Linked DNA regions of Mus musculus: all the other regions are linked to region 2. Evidence: chromatin contacts called from public promoter capture Hi-C data. All regions are on one chromosome and are shown on one strand. The core of a region is the stretch at or near the end of the contact, and the rest is flanking DNA. Distances in the headings are between cores, read along the strand shown. Region 1 overlaps Phip (pleckstrin homology domain interacting protein). Region 2 holds the start of Hmgn3 (high mobility group nucleosomal binding domain 3). Region 3 has its middle 34 kb from the start of Gm46123. Region 4 overlaps Phip (pleckstrin homology domain interacting protein).

Evidence for each region. Promoter capture Hi-C pulls out the DNA fragments that hold promoters and counts their contacts.
Region 1: a contact with region 2 is called in a promoter capture Hi-C map of the C10 cell line. The contact joins the enhancer-like site here to the promoter of Hmgn3 in region 2. A contact is called at or near these places in 9 of 39 promoter capture datasets (the 3T3-L1 cell line, 3T3-L1-derived adipocytes, the C10 cell line and 4 more).
Region 3: a promoter capture Hi-C map of pre-B cells shows a contact between it and region 2. The contact joins the enhancer-like site here to the promoter of Hmgn3 in region 2. A contact is called at or near these places in 4 of 39 promoter capture datasets (the C10 cell line, cranial neural crest, liver and 1 more), 1 of 15 datasets of contacts at CTCF or cohesin (pro-B cells), 1 of 484 Hi-C or Micro-C datasets (large pre-B cells) and 3 of 9 other capture datasets (adipose tissue, liver and pancreatic islet).
Region 4: a promoter capture Hi-C map of the 3T3-L1 cell line shows a contact between it and region 2, with 3 times the contacts expected there. The contact joins the enhancer-like site here to the promoter of Hmgn3 in region 2. A contact is called at or near these places in 6 of 39 promoter capture datasets (the 3T3-L1 cell line, 3T3-L1-derived adipocytes, the C10 cell line and 2 more) and 2 of 9 other capture datasets (adipose tissue and pancreatic islet).

The regions. Positions count from the first base shown.
Region 1 is chr9:82,955,831-82,958,753 of GRCm38.p6, forward strand. The region is part of intron 6 of Phip (pleckstrin homology domain interacting protein); the gene reads right to left. Among named protein-coding and RNA genes, the nearest start is that of Gm39382, 8.8 kb to the right of the region's middle. Within about 2 kb of position 1,276, at least 2 of the 459 cell types and tissues checked have an H3K27ac peak or open chromatin away from gene starts, as enhancers often do.
Region 2 is chr9:83,145,225-83,148,515 of GRCm38.p6, forward strand. It overlaps Hmgn3 (high mobility group nucleosomal binding domain 3), which reads right to left and starts at 1,383. Exons shown (of 6, transcript NM_026122.4): 1 at 1,207-1,383. The coding sequence starts at 1,221.
Region 3 is chr9:83,383,619-83,386,769 of GRCm38.p6, forward strand. No RefSeq gene overlaps it. Among named protein-coding and RNA genes, the nearest start is that of Gm46123, 34 kb to the left of the region's middle. Within about 2 kb of position 1,848, at least 19 of the 459 cell types and tissues checked have an H3K27ac peak or open chromatin away from gene starts, as enhancers often do. A contact at or near this core is called in pre-B cells and pro-B cells, where this site is marked.
Region 4 is chr9:82,920,643-82,923,981 of GRCm38.p6, forward strand. The region is part of intron 15 of Phip (pleckstrin homology domain interacting protein); the gene reads right to left. Among named protein-coding and RNA genes, the nearest start is that of Gm39382, 44 kb to the right of the region's middle. Within about 2 kb of position 1,954, at least 1 of the 459 cell types and tissues checked has an H3K27ac peak or open chromatin away from gene starts, as enhancers often do.

The sequences.
Region 1 (2,923 bases), core at 26-2,525, 190 kb before region 2:
ATATCAAAGAATAAAAGGAAATTAAAGATAGTGACTATCATTAAAAGGGTATTTATTTCCCCTTTTCTTTCCTGGGAATCAATCTGCTGCTTCAACTAAAATACTAGTGTAACAATACCTTTAATTTTTAAGTACTGGTAAAAAGCTTAGTTATTTTAATTAAAATTCTTTAAATGTTATAACTTTTTGTTGGTGCTAACAGATCACACCTAGGTCCTCACATGTCTACCTTTACAACTTTAGGTAACTTTTTTCTATGTCAAACATGTCAGTCACTTAACTTTAAGCCAACTAATATTTATAGAGCATTATGATACAAGTGTAGTCAACTGGATGTTAACAGATTAAAAAAAGAAGACACGGTATTTATCCTCATGGAGACTGAGTCTAGCAAGGAAGACAGGAAATAAAAACTTACTTACAACAATGGTAAATATTATCAAATAAAGAAAATTTTGGAACATATAGCAAAGGTTCCAAACATATGGGGCAGTAGTTTAAGTAATTTTTCTAGAAATCAAAAAACTAAAAAATAACCAAAACAAAAAACAAAAAAAACAAAAAAAAGTTGTCAGGAGGGGAATATAATCCCAGGTTGAGAGAACAGCATGTGCAATGTCCTGGGGCCATAAAAGAGCATTAAAAATGTAGAACCAGGAGATGGGTCAGAGGGTATGGGATTTGCCATGAAGCCAAATACTCTAAGATCAATCCCCAGGACCCACAACGTGGAGAACACCAACTTCTACAACTTGTCCTCGAACCTCCATACAAATAAGTAGCATGCATACACATGCAAAGTACAAAGTAAACACAATAGAAAACCTAACAAGTCAGTCTGAAACACAGTGAGAGCCTATCTCAATAAAAATGAAAGAGAAAAAAAAAAAGAAAAAACTCCAAACACGCAAAATATAAAACAACAATTGTCAGGAAAGAAAAATTATGATGTGACAGATACATTTTAATTGAATTCCAGTGAAACCATGGTTTGAGGTCTTTACAGAGAAAGGGATGAAATAATGTTAAGATTTGCTTTAAGAAAATTTACTGTAGCTTTCTTGCATGGCTGCAATGGTAATGAAACTGGCAATGATCTAACTAAAAGCAAAGCTACTTTAGAGAAATAAATCCCACTACTCCAACACTAAACTTGAGGTTAGGAAGTTAGGAACTATGGCTTAGCTGGTGGAATTCGTGTGCTTTCTGCACAGCACTGAGTTGGAGCCGGAGCACAAGATAAACCAGGTGTACACGCCTACAATCTCAGCTCCCAAGAGGTAGAGGGAAGAGTCACAGCTCAAAGTCAGCCTTGGCTACAAGTGGAATGTACAGGTTGTTCCTGTAAGTTTCTTTCAGAAAACTGAGTATCTGATTTCAAATTCAAGTCCTTAACTTGAAAGAATACACTCCCCATTATTTCCACAGTTTCTATACTAAGACAAAGTAATCCAAAGATTACTATACTCAAATAATAGGCACCGCGTGTACATGAATGCGTAAGTAATTGAACAGAGGCGAGAGGGTGATGTGTAATAGTGACATGAATTGAATGCAGAAGCTGCAAATCATCACCAGAGAACGCACTGACTCTGTTACCACTCACCTACAATTTGGTTTCTCCGTGGATAGAAGAGGCCTCTTACAGAGCCGCTATGGAATGCAAAGGACACCACTTGTTCTACAAACTCAAAGCTAGTTTATACTACACTTATTTATATTGGCTGTCCCTAAGCAATCAAAACATTGTATGTTATAAAAGTTATTTTGTGGGAGATTATTTTATTTCACTGAGTGACATGTGAGGAGCTGAACAAATTACTACTATCTCATAAAATATACTCAGCCTGACTATGAACTTCCTCATTTCCAAAAAAATTCCCAGGAAATGTTCAAATATTAAATTCAACGGATCCTTAAAGAAATTCAAAAAGTCTAAGATCTTATGAAAAGATGACAAAAAGGATTTTTCTAACTTATAAAGATGAAAACCCACCATGAACCTCACTAATCACTGTGGGAAAGCAGCCGTGAGAACTGAGGGGAGCCTGAGTGCATCGTAACGAGTACTAAATCACTTGCCAGATGGGGATGGGAGAATCTGTCATCATATCTATAACTTATAAGTAAAGATGATCAATTATTTACTTAAAAAATGAAAACTCTAAAAGCACTGGATTCCCTATGAAAATGGGTATTTAAAAAAAAAAAAATGTACCCCTTTGTCTTGTCACCTGGAACCTGAAATGGAAATCTAAACAATGGAACTTTTCTATAACGCAAACACATCTTGCGAGTCTGACAGCTAACTTCCTGCTTTATAAGGAAAAGAAAAGAAATAACCATGAAGGGTCAATGTCCCTTTGCACTTACAGAAGATAGAAAAGTGAAAATTTTTTAACATTAACATTGTGCCAAATGAAAGTATATTTAAAGAAAAATAAATTTAGAAACAACAGGCAATACAAAAAGAAAATAGTTGAGTGTGAAATGACTAAACACAAGCTGTAAACCATTATGTGAAAACTATAACAAGAGAAAAACACAAGGAAGTGAACTGTGGAAGGAAAGCAGCTAACAAGAAAGCAGGCCGGCATGACCATGCTTCCATGAGGAGAACTAAGCACGGAATGCAGAGGGACAGAGTGTGAGCAGAAGGGAAGAAAGGAAAAACAATGAACACAGAACACTCAAGGACAAAGTGACGAATATGAAAAAGCAGTACATATAATCAAAATGGAATTCTTTTTAATGTTAGATTAATACCAAAATTGTGTTGAATCTCACCAAGAAGATAAATAAAATATGATCAACTATGATTATGATCATACAAATACCAGGATATTACCACAGAAAGAAAAAAATGTAAACAGACAAGAGAGTAACAAACTACATCAAAAAGTCCTGCATTTGTTTAACTGAA
Region 2 (3,291 bases), core at 133-2,632:
GTAGATCCCCACAACCCACACGATAGGAGAGAGCCTACTACTGCAATCTGGGTGTCAGTGCCTCCTGTGAATACAATCAATCAATCAATCAATGTAATAAAATACATTTTAAAGGAGTGGAGTTGTTTATAATAAAATTCTTAGTGACGATGCATAAGGAAGCAAAAGCTTCTAAAAATTTTAAAGCTTTGATAGTTTTAAATAAAGCAACCACACACACACACAGTGCACAGTCTTCGGGAGAAAACGGTATTAACCAAGTTTCAACTTTAATGGCCAAGATGGTTGACTTGGGTCCTTTGGGCAGGTGGCAGGAAGGTTTTTTTCTTAGGACGCAATCCTCACACATCGCTTTTCTCTGGGAGGGGTAGAAAAATATCTGCCCTTCCTTCACCAGTCCAATGACAAGTCGAAGCCCCACCCTGAGGGAGCTGTGTGGCCCCACGTGTGGCTCATGACGTCCCTGCGCGGAGGGGACACAACCCACCAGGGGCAAAGGAGAGACTAAAAAGACCTCGGTTCCCTGCCTGGCCAAGCGTGGGGTCGTGGGTGGGACAGTGGCAGGGGCTTGGTGGCCCCTGACCTTGGCAGGGTCAGTGAGCTTGGCACCAGTCCCCTTCTTTGCAGCCTACCCGGCGCTGCGCACTGCCCCGCCCGCCCTCGCGGCTGGTGATTGACACCGGAGTGGGTACATACGGGTCCGCGGCGCAGCAGGGCTGGCGTAGGGAAACATGGCTTTCCCTCTCCCGGCCTTCCGCCCGCATCGCGCTCGCCCAGGGCACGGCCCAGGGGACACTCCGGACCCCGCCTAGCTCCTCTGAGTGCTTCCACGTTTTTCGATTTCCCTGGCCCGGGAGACTCCTCTCATTGCTTTCCCTCCACCCTGAGAACAACCTGAGTTTGCCAAGAGGAAACTCCTGCGAGGGGGATGGATACCCGCCCTGGCTGCTGGCAAGAGATGGAAACCATTCCAAGCAGGAGTTGATGGAGAGGGGAGGACGTCCCTGGAGGGAAAGTAACACTCAGAGCTCCGTGCGGGGCGAGCGAGGTCAGCAACAGGCATTTGCAGAAGGAGCGGGCAGCGGCCGTGCCCAGCGCCTGAGTTATTAGGCGCATCGCCGCGTTCATCGCAGCGCAGGGGGCTTACTCCAAACACACTCGAGGGCCTGCGAGCAGGGTTTTTTTTTCCCCCTTTACAGGACTTACCTTTCTCTTCGGCATAATGACTACGTTGGTGCAGCAAAAAAAGTAAAGCAATGTTCTGGGCCGCCTGGCACACTGCTGGATGCTGCCTGGCCGCTGCTGCTACTCCCGCAATGGGCTCGGCTAGCCCGGCCTCTCCGACCTGCACCTCCGCTTCCTCCCCCGGCGCTCCACTCGCTCGCATCCCGGTCCCCCAATGGCGAGCCCTGCCAGCCAGCCGCGAGGCCCCATTGGCTAAGAGAACGTTCTAAATTCCACGAGGGCACGCCCACCCCCGTTCACCCGGTACGCGCAGTTGTAGTTTCCACTTCACTGGGAAAAAAAAAAAAAATCTGCCTGGCGACTGAGCATGCCCAGTTCAACTAGTATCCTTCAGGCTGCACTAACTTGGAGTTTCATTGTTTGACGTGCCTTCTTTGGATTAAACCATTGTGCATCTTCATAGGAAAAAAAAGTTTAGTATTAAGTAATGCTGGGTTAACTTTATAAAGTAAATAGGGCCACGGGGTGCCTTGTACAATTGTTACTTATAAAAGCTTGTAACGGGTGTTCATGGTGCGGGTCTATACAGGGTAGGAAGGTCTGTTCTGGAAGAGTTTCCACAGTTTCTAAGGTTCTCAGTTCCATCTCTAGCAAATACCATCCCCCATCCCCATAGTTCCTTGGTCTAATTGTTTTGTTTTTTGTTTTTCTTTAAGTCTGTGTTACAAGTCATATATGAATTCAGCCAATTATTCAGCTATGTGTGAATAATTGTTATAATTGATATAAATGTTTGTTGTGGAAACTAAGGGGAAATCGAGAAATGTAGGAACAAATAAATCACTTATATATTAAATATGTACATTTAAACGACACCTGCCAGGTTACCATTTTGTGTATAGTGTAATGTTTCTCGACATTCCGCAAAGAATTGCAAAATACATTATCTGAATTTATTTAAGACCGGTTTTATCCTGACTAAAGACCTCAGACCCGGGAGGCTGGGGGGGGGGGGATTTTTTGGTCAACATCCTTCATAAACATAGGCACAAAGACACAGACAAAATTTTATCAAATCAAATTCAACAACATTTTTAAAAAGCTAATACATAACCAGGGGAGTTGAACCTGGGAACACAGGATTCGTTCTGTGAATCAAATCATCCTGAAAATCAATCAGTGTGATCATAGCACTGATTCTATTATAATTATATAATATGATATATAATTATATTATGTTTATTATAGCACAAAGCTATAATCGGGACTGTGACCATCTCAAGGGCTGCAGGGGGAATGCTAGGGAATGGGTGAGCAAGTCATGATAAGTCTACAGTAGAATATTACTCTGTGATCAAAGAAATAAGTTTTCCCTGATGAGATAAATAACAAAAGAAAAATGCTAAATGGAAGTCAATACAAGACACTATACTGGGTGGTTTTGTTTATATGAAATTCCAGGAAAAACAAAGCAAACTAAGCAAGATTAGCCCGAGAATCATTTACAAGCCAAAAGACATCTTAGGAAACTGCTCTAAAGCCTTACACTGTGTAGTGGCTATTCCTGGTTGTCAACTTGACAATATTTGGAATGAACTACAATCCGGAATTGGAAGGCTCACCAGTGACCCTTATCTGGAGGCTTGGAGATCCTTATCTGGATCTTGGTTTGAAGATCTTGAGCCATAGTGGCTATGGATTCCAGAAGATTGAATCTCCGAGTTAAGGAACACACCTTTAATCTGGGCTATGCCTTTCATCTGGGATTAAAGGTGTGGTGGAACACACCTTTAATCTGGGCTACACCTTTTGCTGGAGACAATATAAGGACATTGGAAGAAAGAAGCACAACGTTTAGTGGGTCTATTTGGATTCTGGAGACAACACATCCCTCACTTGGGTGTGTTACTTAGGCCTATTTACCAAGTGACTCGGAAAGCTGCTAGCTTTGTGTGGGGCCTGGAACAGGAGAAGGCCCTTCAACAGGTCCAGGCTGCTGTGCAGGCTGCTCTACCACTTGGACCATATGACCCAGCAGACCCGATGGTACTTGAGGTGTCTGTGGCTGATAGAGATGCTGTTTGGAGCCTCTGGCAGGCCCCTGTA
Region 3 (3,151 bases), core at 598-3,097, 240 kb after region 2:
TGTGCACTTGAATGGCTAAGGAAAAGCAGGTGAAATCTTTTTTTTTTTCATTAATCATTCCGTTCTTTACAGCTCACATGATATCTCCCTTCCTGGTTACCCCTCCACAACACCCCATCCCATCTGCCCTCTTTCCCCTCCTCTTTGCCTCTAATGAGGGTACTCCCCCACCCACCCACCTACTCCCACCTCACCGCTCCAGCATCCTCCTACCCTGGGGCATCAAACCTCTACAGGACCAAGGGCCTCCCCTCCCATTGATGTCAGACAATGCCATCCTCTGCTACATATGTATCTTAGCCATTCAAGTGCACAAAGTATTTACTCATATTGCAGTGTCCGTTATATTATTATAAATATATGCATCTTGCTTCTATTCTGGATTATTCTTTCCTTGAGTTCATTGCTCCACATTGCATCCGAACATTAGCTGCTAAATCAGATACTAATCAGACGCTGTTGCCTCCCCTCCCCTTCAGTCCAGAAACGCAGATATTGCTTCCGCCAGTTTACAAGGCTGAGCACTGCGATCTAGGCAGATGCGCACATGAGATGCTCAGTGTTTGCAGACAGAATGAGTGCAGTATTTATAGACGAGCGAGCTTTAAAGGCTCTGGGTGAAACGCCTGTGGGCTTAAGCCCTGGCTCTACCTCTCATTAACAGCAGGATGAAAAGTGCATTCTTTAAATATTTTTAAGTCCTAGTGTCCTTGTCAACGTACTTCTTTAAAATAGGACACCTGGATGGTTCATTTCAAATGTAGAGACAAAGTATGTACTCACCAACTCCATGTCTCTGATTACCAGGTGATTTTGCTCTTGAGGCTTTTCTTAGATAATTTACAGCACAAATTCTGTCAAATTCTATTCAATACAAAATTCCTAAATTCACTATGAAATCCACATTAAAAATATCTTGGCTTTAACATGTTCTGTATAAGGGTGAGTTCAAAGGGCACAGTATACCTGAATAAAATTATTTATGAAGCTCATCAATATGTATAACTGCTATCTGTCAAATAAAAATGTTTTCAAGAGGTACTCATTGGTTAAGAGGCACTGGATGCTCTGCCAGGCGACCTAGGTTTGATTCCTAGCCCCACAAAGCTCACACCTGCCTGGAACTCCAGCTCTAGATGAACCTATGCCCTCTTCTGGTGTCTAAGGGCACCAGATGGTCACATGGTGCATCAACAAACAGACAAAGCAACAGTATATAAAATAGATATTTTTAAATGTTTCTTTAAAAAACGGAAATGTATGTCCTTCTATTTGTGTAGATTTGAAGTTTTTATCAAGGTGTTTGTACGGTCACATGCTTTCTGAGGACCCTGGAAGGGTTCTGGTTGAGCTCCTGTCTTGCTTGTGGTGATCCATTACAGTCCTCAGTATCCCTTGGGTTGTGAACATAAGGATAGTCTTTCTCCATCATCACATGGCATCCTCCATCACACTAGGAAAAAGTGGTTGTGGGGGGCGTGTATAGGGGAGAACTTAGGGGGGAAGGAAGAGGAACTGGATGAAAACACATATATGCATCTATGAAATTCTCAAACAATATTCTTTTTTTAGAAAGGACATCAGTGTTTGCTTGAACAGCTGTGAGTCGTTTAGACGAGCCCAACCACCACGGTGAGGAAGGTACCAAGAAGCTTACAGACATCACAGCAACACAAAACAAGCTAGCTTAGACTGGACAGTAGTCTATAGTGCTTCCCTTTGCACCTGTTACAGAAGCATCCTCAGGAAGTCAGCAGGAAGAGTTTAGTTGCACGTGGGGATTTTGTGACTCAGCTTAGGGGCTGTGGAGAACAAGAAAGTGCTGCAAGTCTTTTCATGTTATCCTATGTTCTGAACCACAGATGGCACTGGTCCAGAGAGTCCTGTAAGAGGGTGACAGAGTGAGATCTGTGGTGCTGACAGGGGAAACGGGGATCACTGGAGCAAGACACAGCCAGGAAACAGACAGGCAGAAGCCCTCAGAGCAAGCAGCTCTTCCGATGGGTCGGTAGAAGGAGAGGTTTGTTTCATCTCATCTCCGTTTCCCAGTGGCTGGTGTCTGCCGAGGCCACAGGGAATATCTTCAAGTGTCTTCAACACCACTTGGAAAATTTAACAGAGGCAAAATGATTAGTGATCAAGCCTTTCAGAGTAAAAGAATGGCTTTTCTTCCCCCCAAAATCTTCAAAAATCAAACACCTTTCCTATTAATAGGAAGATAGGAGGGACCTGTGACTTCATTAACTGTAGAATTGAGGTATCATTTTTGAGGCTTTGAGTAAAAATGAGGAATTCTTTTTTAACTTTTGATCCATTCTTTGTGAATTTTATATCATGCAGCCCAATCCCACCCATCTCCTTGTCTCCTTCCCTGCCCTCTGCCCTTGTACCTCCCCCAAAGGAAAAAAATCTTGTTGTAGAAGCTGTAGTATGTCCCTGTGACCTATAGTATACCCTTTTGTCCACACTTCTTTGCTTTCAAACATTTACTGCAATGAATCACTGGTCTAGTTCAAGGTCTCTGGCTTTTGCTACACTATCAATACTGGACCCTCATTCAGACTTATCTTGATATCCTGCTGTCACCTTATGTCATGGAGCTCCTGCAGCCTTGGACCTGTAGGACCAGCCCCTTCACACACTCCAGCAATTCATATTTGGGGTAGATGTTGGGGTGAGTACATTCAAAGCCCTACATGTGGGTGTAGGTGGCATGTGAACTGGTCAGCCCACCAGCACTCCCACACCCACACCACCAGGACACCAGCACTCCAGCCGATAGCTTACCCAATGCAGCAGCTGCCAAGAGACAGAGCCAGCTCTCCCACTTCCATGCCCTTGGGCCAGCTCACCTGCACCCAAGACAGTAGAGCCAGCTGTGCGGTGAGGGATAGAGTCAGTTCTCCTGCCTGCCATAGGTGATGAGGGGCAAGGGGTGGGGTGAGGAGGGCATCTCTCCCTCACCCATGACACCACAGGGCAGACAAGCTGTGAAGCCACCTTGTACATGCTCGCCCACTGACAGCCAGCTCATGCCCTTGTCACCAGCTCTATTGTGCTGCCCAAGTGAGGTGCAGGGCCTCTCTCCCGAGTACTGCAGCGGGTGAGGGATAGGGCCAGCTCTCCTGCTCTCCTGAGGAATTATTTTTAA
Region 4 (3,339 bases), core at 704-3,203, 220 kb before region 2:
AAAAACTTCCTACACTATTTTATCAACATTTATTTTGTTCATAGTGTTCCTCTTAATATATGATTCTTTCTGATTAACTCTATTTAGCTTTTCACATAGAATTTCAATATAATTTTTAAAAATAAGAAAAAAACCTGGATCATCCAGCCTGAACTGACTGACAACTGTGTATTCAGACATAGTAACTTTGTTCTAATTTGTCATGCTTCTATTTGATATCAATATTTGTGACTTCAAGCATGTTTTAGTTCTCCAAGCTAACTGCTAAGTTGCTAAAGACAACCATGTCTTTCTCATTTTTGGATGATGATGTTTTATAATCAAAAAATAAACAACCAAGTTTTGGTAATTATATTGCCTTCAATTTCATTGTTATATCCTATACATAAATTATATACTTTTACTTATAAATTATCAAATTTCAAATGCCTGGAAGTAATGGTTAGCTGATTGTCAAAAATAAAAATACTGTATAGGTTGCTCAACAGTAACCAGTATTTATGCCAACAAATGAAAGAGATGAAAGAAAATCTAAAGAACTTGGGAAACTTGAAAATAACAATAGTTACACACACTAAGAAAAGTAAAGAGAACTCTTTGTTCAGAGACACTGAAACAAAGACTATAAGCATTCAGGATATTTTAAGCAGAGAGATTATAGATATGAGATACTATCTTATTAGACATTAAGAAGAAATACAGAATGAAGGATGTTGTGAGCAAACTTGAAATCCCAATTCCCAAGTGGTAAACTATAGCTATTTTCAGTCTTTCTCTTTCCTAAATACATACAATTACCTAAAACAAGGTCACACTGAGAACATGCTAATATCAGAAGTATGCATTGACAAAAATTCTGAGTGGTTTATTGGTAGCCTCTACTCATTTGAAATGTTGCAAGGAGAAATACATTGTTCTGGATTAGTGGACACTGGAACATTTTTAAAAGCCTCTTAAGTAAAGAAATGTTAAGAGAACAATTATAAAAAAATAAAGAAAACATTTATTAAATAAAAGCTCTTATTTAGAATTTACCCATGAAACAACAAAAGCAATGCAGATTACCAAACTCAGTAAAAAACAAAAAACATTTGCTAATGAGACATATTGTATTTTTTTCCAATTAAAAGCAATACCAGGTAAGAAGCAACAAACTACAGCTTTGAGTATCCTGACAAAAAATAAAAAAATATGAAGTAAAGAACAGTGAGAACTACAAAGGTATGAACAGCAAAAGAGATAAGGCAAAAGCAGCAAAGATACAAGAAAATCTAACACAGGGCCTGCAGGCACCACTGTGAACACTGTTAGTTTAGTACTTACTATATGCACTACAGATATATATATATATATATATATATATATATATATATATATGTGTGTGTGTGTGTGTGTGTGTGTAATATATACGTGTGTGTGCGTGTGTATATATATATGTGGGTGTGTATGTATGTATGTATGTATATGTATATACACACACATATCCTATATTTTTAATATATACTAGTACTAAGAAACATGGAAGTAAAGAAATTTTAATCTTGAAAATTAAAATCCATTTATAAATTTGTTAATTCTAATTATATATAATCTATGGTAATTTAATGGTGGAAAAGGGGGACCACACATTTAAATGAACACCTAAAACTTTAAGAGAACTTCAAACCTACTTTATTTTCTCTAGGACTGGGAATGACGTAATGTCATAAATTTTAGTACGCATAGCATATAGCACATATTTTATATTTCTATAAACAATCTAAATGCTTTCAGCAATTAACTGGCATTTATATACTGTAGTTTCATAAAATATTCACTAAAATAAAGCTACAATGATGCTTTCTTCATGCCAATGTCAAAGAAAATCAGTAAGCTTGCTAAACTATACACACTGTGTGCTTCATAAACTAGCCAAATACACAGCACTTTTGCTGATCACGAGGTTATACAAGGACTATTTAACTTGAAACCTTAAGTACTCACATGGTTTTAAAACGTACTAGACAAGAATAAAGTACAAGGCCTAGAAAGTCAGTATTCTTTAAAAGAACAATGTCTTCCTGCCTGTGTTAATAATTCTCTACAGTACTCTCTCTAGCTTCATTCTTCCCTAGAAGAGGAGGAGACAGAGGAATGGGAGAGCAGCGAGGGGAGGAGAGGAGTCGAGGTCCCCAATGCAATCAGACAACAGTGAAGGAGCCAAGACCAGCATGTTAGCCCTTTCCAGGCATATCATTTACTATAATCTTGTACATCTCATAATTAACAGAAACACACTCAGACTCCTAAATGCTCTTATCATTCAAGTCCTCTGCAAAGAGGAGCGGCAATAAAAACAAGACAAGTTACCCCATTATTTTTTTATGAAATACTATTAGCAAGCTGAGAATTCAGTTAAAAAATTTAAATGGAATCAATTAGAAATTATTATTTAAGCATAAAAGAAACTGAATTCTCAATAGCAAACCTTTTGTTTTGTTTACAAACTTAGTCAGAAAACAAAGCAAAAGAACTTTTTAAAAAATGTCTTAGTTTTAATACAGAAAAGAACACTTACAGGAATGCTATTGGTATTATTAAAATACTGTCTCTAAATATACCCATTTAAATTCTATTATATGACTATCTCAAATACATGCATTTAAAACGTCAACTTTTCCCAGGGAAAAAAAAAAAACTTTAATAATACAGGATTTTAATTACTTAAGATTTTAAGAACAGAATTCTAATTCTCCTAATTGGTAAGGTAGAGAAAATGCTGAGTAATCCATCATAAAATTGAATTATAAGTTAATTCTACTACCCTTTAAAAGATAGTTTTAAAACTGTAAGTTTAGGAATGAATCTGATTATTCAGAAGCCAAAGACTACTGGACTGGGGCGGGGTGGGGGTGCTGTAGTGACAGGACTGAGCCCAGTACCTCGTGAGTGAGTATTAGGTAAGCATTCACTTCAACACCTGACGATATAGCCTCAGCCCTAAACATATATTTTTAAGTTCTTGTATATTTTAAGAATTCGTTCAATTAAAGACATACTCTCTTTCCTATTTTCTGGCTGTCAGCCCAATGGTGAATTTACTTACTCATTTTATAAGCTTCAATTTTTAAATTTCCTAAAGTAATACTTATTATATAAGCATTCACAGAGTCTAAGGATAAGAGGATTATTCATCATTCTTAAATTCTACAAAGGATGACTAGACATGCCAAATAATACTCAAAAATATTTACAAAATTTAATGTAAATTAGGATAAGCACAACAATATCAGAGTATGCATTTGGATTCCTCAAAGCTTTGTGATATCTAACAGCTCTGATTAGTTACACTAAACCAAA